Regions from separate parts of the Danio rerio genome. Here region 2 is linked to region 1. The links are chromatin contacts, called in public Micro-C maps. All regions are on one chromosome and are shown on one strand. Each heading gives the region's core, a stretch centred on a gene start, on an enhancer-like site or on the middle of the called end of the contact. The rest is flanking DNA. Distances are from core to core; before and after follow the strand shown.

The links. A called contact is a pair of places that touch in the nucleus more often than the background predicts.
Region 2: a contact with region 1 is called in a Micro-C map of caudal fin, with 8 times the contacts expected there. The contact joins two enhancer-like sites. A contact is called at or near these places in 3 of 18 Hi-C or Micro-C datasets (caudal fin, embryo and an unstated tissue) and 1 of 4 datasets of contacts at active chromatin or transcription factors (caudal fin).

Annotation. Positions count from the first base shown.
Region 1 is chr3:10,311,330-10,317,922 of GRCz12tu, reverse strand. All of the region lies in intron 3 of srl (sarcalumenin), which reads left to right. Among named protein-coding and RNA genes, the nearest start is that of srl, 36 kb to the left of the region's middle. Within about 2 kb of position 1,287, at least 3 of the 62 cell types and tissues checked have an H3K27ac peak or open chromatin away from gene starts, as enhancers often do.
Region 2 is chr3:10,489,388-10,496,148 of GRCz12tu, reverse strand. It overlaps glis2b (GLIS family zinc finger 2b), which reads right to left. Exons shown (of 6, transcript NM_001289885.1): 3 at 5,981-6,163; 4 at 4,201-4,334; 5 at 3,750-3,868; 6 at 2,961-3,673. The coding sequence ends at 2,961. Among named protein-coding and RNA genes, the nearest start is that of glis2b, 14 kb to the right of the region's middle. Within about 2 kb of position 2,953, at least 23 of the 62 cell types and tissues checked have an H3K27ac peak or open chromatin away from gene starts, as enhancers often do.

The DNA.
Region 1 (6,593 bases), core at 38-2,537:
AGGCCTTTCTTAAGAAAACAACTGTTCATCGCACTGCATTTAACAATACGAACTGATATTTTTTGTGATTTTAATAATGCTTTAGTGTCAAAGCTAATATTGAAAAAGATTAACAATTTCTTTAATTGTTTTTTATTATTAGTTCATGTTAAAAGGTGTAGTTAACCTGTTTTAATATAAACTTATAGTTAAGGTGTGTTTGGCTGAAATAATTGAAACGTTCTGCTGTTTTATAGTTTTATTTTATTTAATACATATATATATATTTTTTGTTTTAGCTTTGGTAACAATCAAATATTTTAGTTTTTTGTATATATTATTTTTTAATAATGTTTGAGTTTTTTGTTTTTGTTTTGGTTCATATTTTTAGGATTTTTAAATGTCTATCTATCTATAGATATATAGATAGATATTTTATATTAAATTGTTTTTTATATACTTATGTTATATTGCTTATATTTATATTATATTATATTTATCATAATAATCTGACATATTTGAATATAATAAGTTTTTCTCAATTTCTAGGTTTTTAGTTTTTGAATTTTTCTCCATATTAATTTCTTTATTTAGTTAATTTACGAACCATTTTTTTTAAAATTTCATTTCAAATTAATATAGATTTTTTATATTCTTTTATTATATTATATTCTTTTATATTATATTATATTTGAATTATCTATCTATTTAAATTTCTTTTAAATTATGATTTTATTTTGTATTTTTATAGTTTTAGTTAGCAATGCAAGTTTATTCTTTTTAATTCTTATATTATATTACTTATTTTTTTATTTTTTTTATTTTATGTAATATTTTTTTCCACAATTTCAAGCATTTTAATTTGAGATTTTTTTTTATATTATTATTATTATTATTATTATTATTATTATTGTTATTATTATATTTTCATGTCATTTTAGTTTTTAGTCATTTTTAGTATCTGTAATACTAATAAATCCATTTTGAATAAGAATCAAATGCCTCAGCAGCTAATAAAAAACAACGACTTTGTAATGTTAATTTTTTTCCAGTTTGAGTTGTAGTTAATGATAAAACGCTACATCAGAGTTGTTGTTTTCTGCTGTTGAGTCTCGCACACCACAGCTGGATTGCTCGCGGGGGCAGAAACACACACACACGCACACACTCACACACACACACACACACACACACACACACACACACACACACACGCGCACACACACACACAAACACACACAGAGCCGGAGGAATGAAGCCTCCATCTGAAAGCAATCAGCAGTTCTTTATGTAAGAGTTTGATGTGCCGCAGAACTCTTCAACATCTCCTCTGCCTTTCATCGTTTCATTCTTTAAAAGAGGAGCTTCTGCTGCTCTACATTAGCATCATACTTCCAGATAATCAGCAATAATGTACCTTACACACTTTCAAATATGGCACATGCTACACCATCCCAAATAATAAGCCAACAGTAATACTAGAGTGAACCACAAAAAATAAACCACTTTATTTGTAGATAGATGGATGGATGGATGGATGGATAGATGCATGGACAGATATATGGATGGATAAACAGACATTATTTTTATTACTCATTATTATTAATGTTACTATTAGTTATTAGTTTGATTGATTTAATTACTAAGATTTCTTATTAACTAATTGAATATTAAATATTAGCATTAATTGTCAGATTTATTATTTTATTTATTTATTTCTAAAAATTGTCTTTAGATTTTTAATTTTTTATAATTTTTTTAATTTACATATTTTTGTTTTATTTATATTTTATTTACATCATTTAAACTGATATTTTACATTGTTTTAATTAAAAACAACTGTGGTTGACCAAAAGTGCTTCATAATGCCAAATACACACAGATAATAATCAACACTGTTAAAAAAATGTAATAAATAAATAAATAAATACATACATACATACATATATACATACATAAATAAATAAATTTACTGGTGTTTACATTTAAACGGGTCAAAGTTTTTTTCTAATCTGCATATGCATGTTTAAATAAATAAATAAATCTTTGTTTTGCATAATTAAATTCAAACCTTTAAATGGATATAATACACTGTATTTTATTTATTAGTTAAAAAATAATTTAATAATTTATTTAAAATACACCAACATATTTCAAGGCTGTCCAAAATTCATAAATAAATGATAATAATATAAAATAATAATAATAATAATATTTTTTTGCTGGTGATATAATTTAAACAGGTCTAATATTTTGCTAATCTCTTTATATATGCCTTTAAACGGACTCACAAAATACAAAACATTGTATTTATTAAATACAAAAAAAAACTTATTTTATTTATTTAAACATTTTGGAAAAAAGCCTAAATACTGTTTCAATCTTTCTTAATTTATTTATTTAATTGAATGTGCTATACTTGCTATATTACAGCAACCGTCTGTAAATCTAACTAGCAGTTTGTGAGTCTGAGCTATATAAAAGCAAATCCAGCATCAGATATTAGTAATTTGCGTGTGAATTTGAGCAGTTCAGGTCAGGTTTTGTCCTCTTCAAGGTGACTTTGATGCTCTTGAGCGACTTTGATGGTCCTGCTATAACCCTACATGATGAAAACATGAAAACACTGAGATCAAGCTTGCCCTCTTGTGGTTCAGCATGGTATTTAACCCAACACTCACCACAATAATGACTGACTGTTGTTCACATCTGATCTGAGAGAGGCAGAGAAAAGCTGAAAGCAGATATCCAAGAGAGCTGCAGTGGTTCTCAAATATCAAACAAACATACTCTGTTATAATAGTTGGGTTAAAAATACCACAACATTTAACCCAGCTATAGGTTATTATAGCACCATCCCAACTATGGGTTATTTTAACCCAATGCATTGGGGATTATAATTTAACCCAATGCATTAGGTTATTTTGATTAAATGTTGTTTATCCGACTAGTATTTATATTGCTATACTATTACTAGTACTACTATTTATAAGTATGAATATGTAAATAATTAACTTGCAGTTAAAAAAATACTTAGGGCTCTATTTTGACGGTCCATGCGCAGAGCCCAAACGCAGGGCGCAAACGCTTTCAGGGAATGTCAGAATGCGTTTTTGCTAATTTAAGGACGGGAAAACCTGCTTTGTGCCATGGCGCATGGTCTAAAAGGGTTGAGTTTATTTTCTTAATGAGTTATAGGTGTGTTTTAAGAATAAACCAATTAGAGTCTCATCTCCCATTCCCTTTAAGAGCCAGCTGCGTCGCGCCAAGAGCGCATTCGCTATTTACAGGACGCAAAGTAAGTCTAAGTGGAAAAAAATGAGCACTTCACAAGCAAACAGTTGACAGTTTTTTAACAGAAAACTGTTAAACAGAGCATCTACTGCGTGAGAATGAGAGATAATGGAACTACTTTCACATTCGCTCTTGGATAGGGAAACCTTTACGCACAGACATCAATTAGCCTATTTGTAAATAATTTTGTTTGTTAAGCGCAAATATTCGTTTCAAAACTATTTCTAAATTCAGTTCTAATTTCCAGCAAACGAATAAATGAATAATAATAACAAAATGTGCTCAAAAACCTGAGTTATATCCTAAAACACATGCTGTGCCCCATATGGTCTAAAACTTGCAGATGGGCAAATCTAAGCTTGTTTTTAATAAAACTAATATAAATAAGGATATAATAAATAATACTGCTAATAATAATAACATTATACAAAAGCAAATTGTTAAGAATGAACTGAAAAAGCCTCCCGAGATGAAGACATAAAAGCAGTGATTTTTCATATTTATGTAGGCTAGAAAATAATATGTTTTGTAATATTTTAATCCTTTATATTTATATTCTATATCTATTCTTATTATATCCTATATATATCCTTAATATTTAAATTTTTTCATATGTAAAGATATTTGCCTATTGCTCTCTTGTGTGTATTAAGCAGTGCGTAAGCGAGGCGCAACTCTGCGCCGGAGTTTAGACTGGGTTAGTTTTGGTCTAATGAAAAATCTATTATAGTTTCTCAAAATAGCAACGCGCCAGTGGTCCACCTCAGAACGCCTTCCTTTTTAGACCAGAACGCCTATGAGTGCACAAATGAGCGCTAATGCATTTGCTATAAACAGCGTAGCGCAACGCCTCAAAACGACTCTTGCGCCAAGCTGAAACTACCAAAAGATTACTGCGCCACGCCTTGCGCCACACTGCGCCGGGTGTATGATAGGGCCCTTAAAGTGTTTTTCCGTTACATTTTAAATTCCAGACACTTTTGTTAAAATAAATCAAGAATCACAAACAATGACGAAACAGAACAAAGTGCAGACAGGTATAAAATGTGCAGGCAGAAAACCCTGTGCTCTTTGTGCGGTAGAGGCTGTCCAGCAGCTGCAGCAGGCTTCACTCAGTGTCCACAGTGTACAATACAGTTTAACCACATCCAAACGCTTCTAAAAGTTGGTATTTGATAGTGAAACAGATATAAAAAATGACACGAAGAGGTCATTTGATAAACAATGACAACAATATTTTTGTGTTATAGCCTAAATAAACTTTATAACGCAAAAACAACACATAACACATAACAACACATATTAATACAGCCTTTCTGTGTCAGTTAAATCAGTTGATTGTTGAAATTTACATTTTTAACCCAACTAATTGAGTTATTAAATAAAAAACACAATAAAGGTTCAAAATAACCCAATAAAGCACCAAATATCTAACTAAACTGGTTGAGTTCTTAAAAAATAACTTAAAAAGGTTAAAAAAAAAAATAACCCAAAAAAGCACCAAATATGTTTAACCATTGGGTTAAATAAATATCTCAACGTTTTTTTAGAGTGTAATTAGACATAAAGAAACACTAAACATTTTTAATAAATTCAGCCCATCTTCGAGTCTGGCGGGAGCACTTTTAGCTTAGCATAGATGATTGAATCAGATTAGGTTATTAGCATCTCACTCAAAAATAAACATGAGTTTTGATCCCTTTTCCATTTAAAGCCCGACAGTTCTGTAGTCACATAATGTCCTGACACTGACAGAAAATTAAAAGTTTCTAGTTTGATGTAGGACCTATACTCTTATTCTCTTATTCTGGAGTAATAATCAAGCTACTTTGCTGCTGTACCATGGCTGCAGCAGGCACAATGATATTACGCAGTGCCTAAAAAAAGTCCCCAGCTAACTACAAAACAGTGCTGCATAATATCATTCCATTCAATTTCATAATCATTTATTTAATTATTAGAAGAAATAACGTTTTTATATATAGTGTTTCTGTATTTTGCATTAGTCAGAAATGTATTTATTTACAAGAATAAGGTTTAAAACTTTAACAATAGTGGTATACACCAATTTAGTTTAATTTAATTATATGTGTTATAGATAGATAGGAAGCTATACAATATTATTTTTGTCCATATGCAGATTAGTCAGTACTGAAGCCAAATCTGCAGCTTATCTAATAAAATAACTTGCGATAACGGTCCAAAAACTAGTACACGCAAATTTATGTGTAATAGAAAAATATTAAATACAAATTTAAAAAAGGACTGAAATATCAAGAAAAGAAAAGAAAAATCAAATTTAAAGAATGTAGTTGAAATTTTTTAGGTTGTAATTTATTTTGCTTGAATTTAATTGTATTATCTTTCAATTTCTAAATATGTTTGGTCACTAAAACATTATTTTAATAAATATATCTGTTAAAAAAATTCGGTTTTGTTTAAATGCATTAAAAAACATTACCTATATTCACTGAGAAATGAATAAACCAACCCAAGCTCATTCTGAAACGTAGTCCCGTGGACGTTTCTGGAGACAGCGGAATACGTCCCTGGGGGGTATGTACGGCTGCGTTTATTTTTTTCAAGCGAACGCTGCGGGGTGGTGTGACGCGGTTCCCTTTCGCGCTTGCCTTACCTCGTGGAGGGCTTCCCCGTTTCAACCCGTTTGTCCACTCAGCTCACCGTGTACATCGGCAGGCTCGAGATCCAGAGATGAGTCGACCACGGCGACCAGTTTCGAGTCCGGGGAAGAGCTGTTCCAGCAATCAGGTAAGACAAAAACAGAATCCCAAAAATTAAGTGAACAAGTTTCGTGACAGGGTAAGAACGCGGCGAAATCCGAAAATCAGGGCTTTTATTTTTTTGGACGGCTTTTAGCAAACTGTGGATCGGGTTTAGGGAAGCGAGCGGGCGGGCTGGTCGATCGGTAAAATTGGTTGGGTTCGGGGAAGGAGGAGGGCGGGTCGGCCGATTGGCTGGTCGCGCAGTCAGTCATCCGGTCAGTCGGACAGCGGCCTCTGGTGGGTTCAAGCGAGAACACCGCGGGCGCGAACCGCACTCGCGAGAGGCGTCTGAGGTGCGAAAAAGCGCACAACAGCGGCCTCTCGCGAATTTGCAAAAACAAAAACTGCAGTGGTACGTACCCGCCGGGACGTATTCCGCGGCCTCCAGAAACGTCCGCTGGACTACGTTTCCACAATGAGCCCGGGTTGCAATAAACATTAATTTTTAAAATGGGGTGTACTCATTCATGCCGAGATAGATAGATAGATAGATAGATAGATAGATAGATAGATAGATAGATAGATAGATAGATAGAT
Region 2 (6,761 bases), core at 1,704-4,203, 180 kb before region 1:
GATTATAGCATCTTGTTCAAAAAAGATCAAAGACTTTCGGTAAACTATTCTCTCATTACAGCGTAATAATCAAGAAATTTGTATTGCCGTACAATGGCATGCCGGCTGCAGCCATGGCGAAATCAAATTGAACTGAATCAATCATGATAATCGTAACTGAACTGTTTACAGCAGTGGTGCTGAACCCCGTTCCTGGAGATCTACCTTCCTGCAGAGTTCAGCTCTAACCCTGACCAAACACACCTGAACCAAATAATTAGGCCCTGAACAGCACTTGACAATTACAGGCAGCTGTGTTTGATATGGGTTGCAACTAAAATCTGCTGGAAGTAGTGTTGTGACCATACTGGAATTTCGATACCAATCAGTATTGAAACTTTAGAAACGTTCATTTCCCTTTTCACAGCAAATCAGAGTAATTTCTGTTGAGGACATGAACACAATGGGCAATCAGCGGTGTTTAGGAATGCATGGGAATTTTTCCTGCACTGTTAGCGGGAAATGGATGGCTTAAAAAATGCAGTACCGATTGGTAGTATTTTGACAACACGAGTAATGTTAGAAAGTAGATCTCCAGGAACAGGGTTGGTCACCCCTGGGATACGGCATGTAAACCTCTAGTGTTGTGGTATGGTTATGGACTAAATGTGAGGGTTACTAACTCAAATCATTCCTGCAGTAATCTTGTGTCATTTCTCCCGCTTTCCTTTCAAATGATTAGCTGGAGGAAGCTGAACATAGAGTAGCGATAGAAGAAACAAAGCAACTTCAACATCAGGAAATGTCTCGTCAGTAATAAAAACGTAAAAACAAAACAGCATCAATTGTATAGTTCTCACAAATAATAAAACAAATGCAATAAGACTCTGAGTGTAAAAATGGTTTGGAGGGGACGGTGGGGTTCATGCTTTCGGCAAGTGCGAATATTTCAGTCGGAATGTTTTACGTTACATTCACTTGTCCGTTAAAAATGCTGAACTATTAGTGGGATAATGAAAATCTCTGAAGGATGCTTTACATATATCATCTCTCTTACAGAAGGAGTTCCCCTGAGAGGACAGAGACTGTTACTTGCCTGAGGTCAGGAGACGAGATTTAATCTGACTGAGGTCCTGATTGTGACAGGTCGATCTATGTATGATGGCTTTAGTGGAAAGTTTTGGAGTGTTGCAGCAACTTCATGTTAGCAGGAGTATTGCTGAGAACAACAGACTTTGATGCAGTGGATCTTAAAGCATTACCCTTCAGCCAACTAAATAGTGCTTGAAAAAGTCCCTAATTCAGTTTCTGGGTATACCTTAAGATTTTTAGCACAGTGGGATAAACTATGAAAGCAAAATTGTCATACCAAATTATAGGTGATAGATAATGGTTATTTAAAAGTTCGCTATTTTGCAAGAACCAAAGGTTTCTTGTTTTATCCTGCAATGCTAGTATGCTGCAAAGCAGGACAATACTGTTAAATGTTGCCCTTGGTGCAGCTAGTCATGTACAGTACAACTGATGACCAGAAGATGGCACTATTTACAACAGTGCCATGTGCCATGGGATGTTAGCATGACCGCTAGGTGGGTTTGTGCCCTTGTGTGACTTAAAACTCAGCCAGTCTGAGTTTTGTGTCTGTAAATCTATTTAACAAAACAGAGCTAGTCAAGGTTTCTATTTCCTCCCCTTCTGAGGACAGATTGTCATTCATACTTTAACTAGTTTTATTCAAATGTGTATGCTTACATTGCAGTTATACAGCTAGCAGCAAATGCAAGGTTTGTCATTTAGGTTCCAATAGCATTGAAGCTAAAGAGTTTCACTTGCAAGGTATGCAAAGGGTACCTGCTGACTTAGGTGGGAAAGGTCTGAAACAGGGGTGTTTAATTGTACTCCTGAAGGGCTAAGTCAAAGAGTTTAGCTCTTGCCCTAATTAAACATCTAAACTTGCTACTCAAGATATTCATGATCACCACAAGGTAGTCAGATGACTAGGTGCTAAACACTGTAGGAAAGTGGGATTTCAGGAGCAGGACTGTTCTGACGGGTACACCAAATGCTGATTGTCAGCATGCAAACAAGATTCTCTTGCCTAATCTACAACTTAAGCTTGCACTTGCAAACCTAACCTGACCTAAAGGCTCGAAGATCTCTAGCTTGTTACACTTTTGTTGTAATGCACGGAATGGCTTGAAGATCAATTGCTTAAGAATAATAGCATATGGTTGTCTCTTTAGTGTGTTGTACACTGACGCAAAGAGTTTCTCTTACGCATAAATACACAGAAATGGTCTCTTGATGTAAGGGCACAAATTCATAAGTCTGACATTGTGGCAGTGTGCTAATTTAAACAGAAAAGTAAGCTGTACTTATGACATCCAGTTCTGCTTCTGGAGGGACACCTTTCAACAAAGACCGGGGATGGGTAACTCTGAACATCAAGGTCCTGCAGAGTTTAGTTCTATGCCTGATCGAACTAACATGACTTTCCCAATCTTGAAGATGTTAATTGGCTTGTTTAGTTGTCCTTAGTTGCAGTTAGAACTAAATGTAACACAGGACAGTGGCCTACCTTGGTTTAGCCACAAGCCTAACTAAAAATACTTGAATCAAGATCTTCATGATTACCTGAACAACCAAGAAGTTGTATTGTAGCAACCTAGAAATAATTTCTGCAGAAAGGTGACCCTCTAGGAGCAGGATTAAGCACCCCTGGTAATAGCATAAGCCAGAAAGAATAAAAATGTAATGGAAGCTAACGTTTAGCCTATTTCTGATGTTTAAGCTAATTATTTTCTTTTTAAAACCCATAGCTATTACCAGAAGAAATAGGTAGTAGTGTGTGTCTGAAGAACATGGTGTCACTTCCAAGCAGAACTGCAAATGCTTTGTGAAACCCCCCACAGGCTTGCCTCTGACCTCTGACTCCTATTCTCCCCCCGCACTTCCCCTGCCATTCCTCTGGAATGTGGTGCTCAGTTGACCACAGCTGGCTTCAGCACAACTGGGCCAGAGGGGATGACCACCCAAGACAGGGGGTCGTGGGATGCTCCCGTAGACAGGTTGAGTACACCACCGTGGATCTCATCCTCGCCCTCCTCTCCTCTGATCTTGCCCTTGCCATGGTCCCTGCGCTCAGAGCCCAGGATGGGCAGCATGGGTAACCCAAGCGTGGAAGATGAAAAGGAAGGAGACAGCAAAGGTGACTTGGTCAGGCCTAGAGGGGAACTGCTGAAGGACAGAATAGGTGTCCCTCCAAGCCCAGCAGTAGGGGAGTTTGGGCAGCCAAGTGTGCTCAAGTCCAAGGGGCGGGGACTGAGGGGGGACAGCGGGAGGGAGCCTCCGAGACCCTGCAGAGCGTGACCACCAAGGAGAGCAGCGGCAGCACTAGGAATGATGATGTGAGCCCCGCTGACATAAGTCAGCTCCGAATCTTTCCCCACCCCAGCAATCTGGCTCTGCTTTATCAACGAGCCCACCCCACCTCCCTGCTCCTGGGCTACAAAGTGCCCATGAGCCTTGATATGCTTCCTCAGGGAGCTGGGGTCCGTGTAGCGTTTCAAGCATCCCACCATCTTGCAGTAGTAGGGCTTGTCCACATAGTGCGTGCGTGTGTGTTTGAACCGGTCGCTGGAATTGGAGTAGCGTTTATTGCAGCCTTCGTAAGGGCAGATGTAGGGCTTCTCACCTAAAACACAAGTACAGAGACAGTAAGGTCAGGCTGCCTCCATCCAGATGTTTACCTAGCATGCAGTGACACTGACCTGTGTGTGAGCGGTTGTGAATCTTGAGGTTTTCCAGTCGGGAGAAGCTCTTATTGCAGGTGGGACAGCGGTGAGGTTTCTCATTGGTGTGAGTACGGATGTGAATCAGCATCTTGTACCTAATAAGCAAGACATTAGATGTATGATGTTACTAGCGAACTTGCTGCATTTAAGATCTGCATCAAAACACATTGTGCCACATGTCTTTATGAAATTGAAAATGGAAATTTTCAGCTGACTTAAAAACATTCCATGCGTATGGTCAATTGAATATTATGTGTTTTTTTTTTGCGTTCAAACATACCAATATTATACTTTATTTATATTTTTTATGTACTCTGGTGATATACTAAGAAACTGTTTTATAAGTTATCAGGAAATGTGATTCCTACTGGGTTTTGGGTAAACATGCATCTGTATTGACAGACAGAACAGGCTACAATAAACACACCTGGCATTAAACCCCCGTCCTTTGCGTGCACACCCTTCCCAGTGGCAACAGTAGCCAGAATCCTTCTCTGGCTTCACATGGAAGTCGTTGACATGATCCACCAGGTCTTGCAAGGAGTCGAAAAGTAGGTGGCACTGTGAAAGCAACATCCACAATGAGCTCTTGTAGGAAAACGTGTGGTAAACTGCTTTATTACATATCTGTCTGGAATACTTGATTTTGATTAGTAGGTATGTTATTCCCAGATAACAACCAATGAAATTAATAATACAGACTCATCCGGGTACTTCGAATCATCTTGAGCATCAGTGAATATGTTTACATTTATAATTTTTGGCTTGTTTGACATGTTTTTTTGAATGTTTGGAGCCCTCTTGTGACTGAATAATGCGTAGGTTAGTGTATGCTCCATTCATCTGTTTTTGTTGGCATTTAAGAAATAATGAATAAACAGACTTCATACATATAGTACATATATAGTATACATATATATCACTGACAGCCCAAATTTAGCCTTGATTTAGCTAATCTGTCTATGTTTAGATGTCTATTAGACTAATTTAAATGTAAAAATCCTTGCTGAGTTACTAGTTTTGTATCTAGTTTTCATGTTTGGTGGCAATACCAGAGTAATAAGCTGAATTAAGTACATCCAGGCGGTTGTTATTTTAGGTTATTACTCCGCTGAAATACTTGATTGTGATTGGTTAGTTGTGATATAACAAGGTATGTTATCCCGAGATAACAACCGCTAAATAGCATAAGCTTATCCAGGAACTTCGAATCACCTTGACCATCAGTAAATATATTAAAAACCATGTAGGTACTTGCACAGTTTTGGACAGTTTCTAATTGTTTTCACCACCATTTTGTGACTTAATAGTGTACAAGTTTGTCAGCTTTGCATTTTCTTACAGAATTAACAAACTATTAAGGCTCAGAACAACAATTGTGTACTTGATTCTGATTGGTCAGTCATGAAAGATCCCGAAATAGTGTCCGTAAATGCGTTCTAATCCAAGTACTTAAATTCACATGTATCTGTTTGCCTGTCACGCCACCATTTTGGACAGTTGTTGATTGTTTTTACTGCCATTTTGTGACTGAATATCAACTGAAATACCAACTGAAAGTTGGTGTATACTCCATCAGCTGTTTTCATTTGCATTTAATTAAAGAATTAACAAACTGTTAAGGCTCAGAACAAAGTTTTGTGTCTGATTTTTATGTTTTGTAGCAAGTAGCCATGTAATGAGTTGAATAAGGTACATCGAGACAGTTATTGCAGGTTATTACACCACTGTCTGAAATACTTGATTCAGATTGGTCAGTCATGAAAGATCCCGAGATAACAACTGCTAAATAATGTAGGCTTATCCGGGCAATTTGAATCATCTTGACCATCAGTAAATGCATTCAAATCACATTCACAGGTATCTGTCTGTCATGGTTTTGGACAGTTTTGAATTGTTTTTGTGCCATTTTGTGGCTGAATAATGCACAAGTTAATGTATACTCCATCAGCTGTTTTGGTTTTTGTCAGTTTTGCATTTGATTAAAGATTTAATAAACTATTTTGGATTCGAAATATGTTTTGTGTTAATTTTGTAAATTTTATGGCGAGTAACCTTGTAATATGTTGGATAAAGTACTTTCCGACGGTTGTTTTTGCAGAATAAAGCCCTTCAGTCTTATACAACAGTGCTTTGCATTGGGCTGCTGATAAGAATGTCATGCTTCATTCTGCAATGGATTTACTTTATCCCTTACTCAATCTCACCTTCCTCCAGCGACAGGCCAGCTGTTCATCTGCGGAAAGATCTGGAGAAGCTCTGGTGTCTTTAGGCTGCCGAATAAACATGGACGAGGGCAGGTGAAGGCCTCCTCCTGCTCCGATGGGCACAAAGAACTGGAATGCTTGAGATGTGGCTCCTCCTTCAACATAGCGGATATGAGCTGAGTCCTGCAGGATGCAAACAGAGAACAGGCAAACATAACTCAAGCCTCTTTATCTTTTTTTATGGCAGGATAGCTATTCTACAACCCCAATTAAAAAAAAAAAAAAAAAGTTGGGGCAGCATGGAAAACAAATAAAAATGAAAGTACGGATTTCTAAAGTTTTTTTTTTTTTTAATAATTATTTTTTAGGGGTTTTTCACCTTTATTTTGATAGGACAGTAGAGAATTCAGACAGGAAAGCACTGGGAGCAGAGAGAGGGAAAGGATCGGCAAAGGACCTCGAGACGGGAATCGAACCCGAGTCGCCACGAGCACACTGGTGCTATATGTCAGCACGAAGAACCACTAGGCTACCGCGTCGACTCTAAACTTACTTTGACTTACATTTAATTGCAGACAATACAACAAACTTTATTTGATGTGCTCCTCATGATTTTTATTTTTAATTATTTTAATAAACACATAGTCCGATATTGATTCTTGCAACCAATTTCAAAAAGTTCGGAACAGTAAAGCATTTATCACTTCGTAATGTTGCCATTCCTTTTCACAACAATTAAAAGACGTTTAAGAACTGAAGACACCAAGTGACAAAGTTTTTC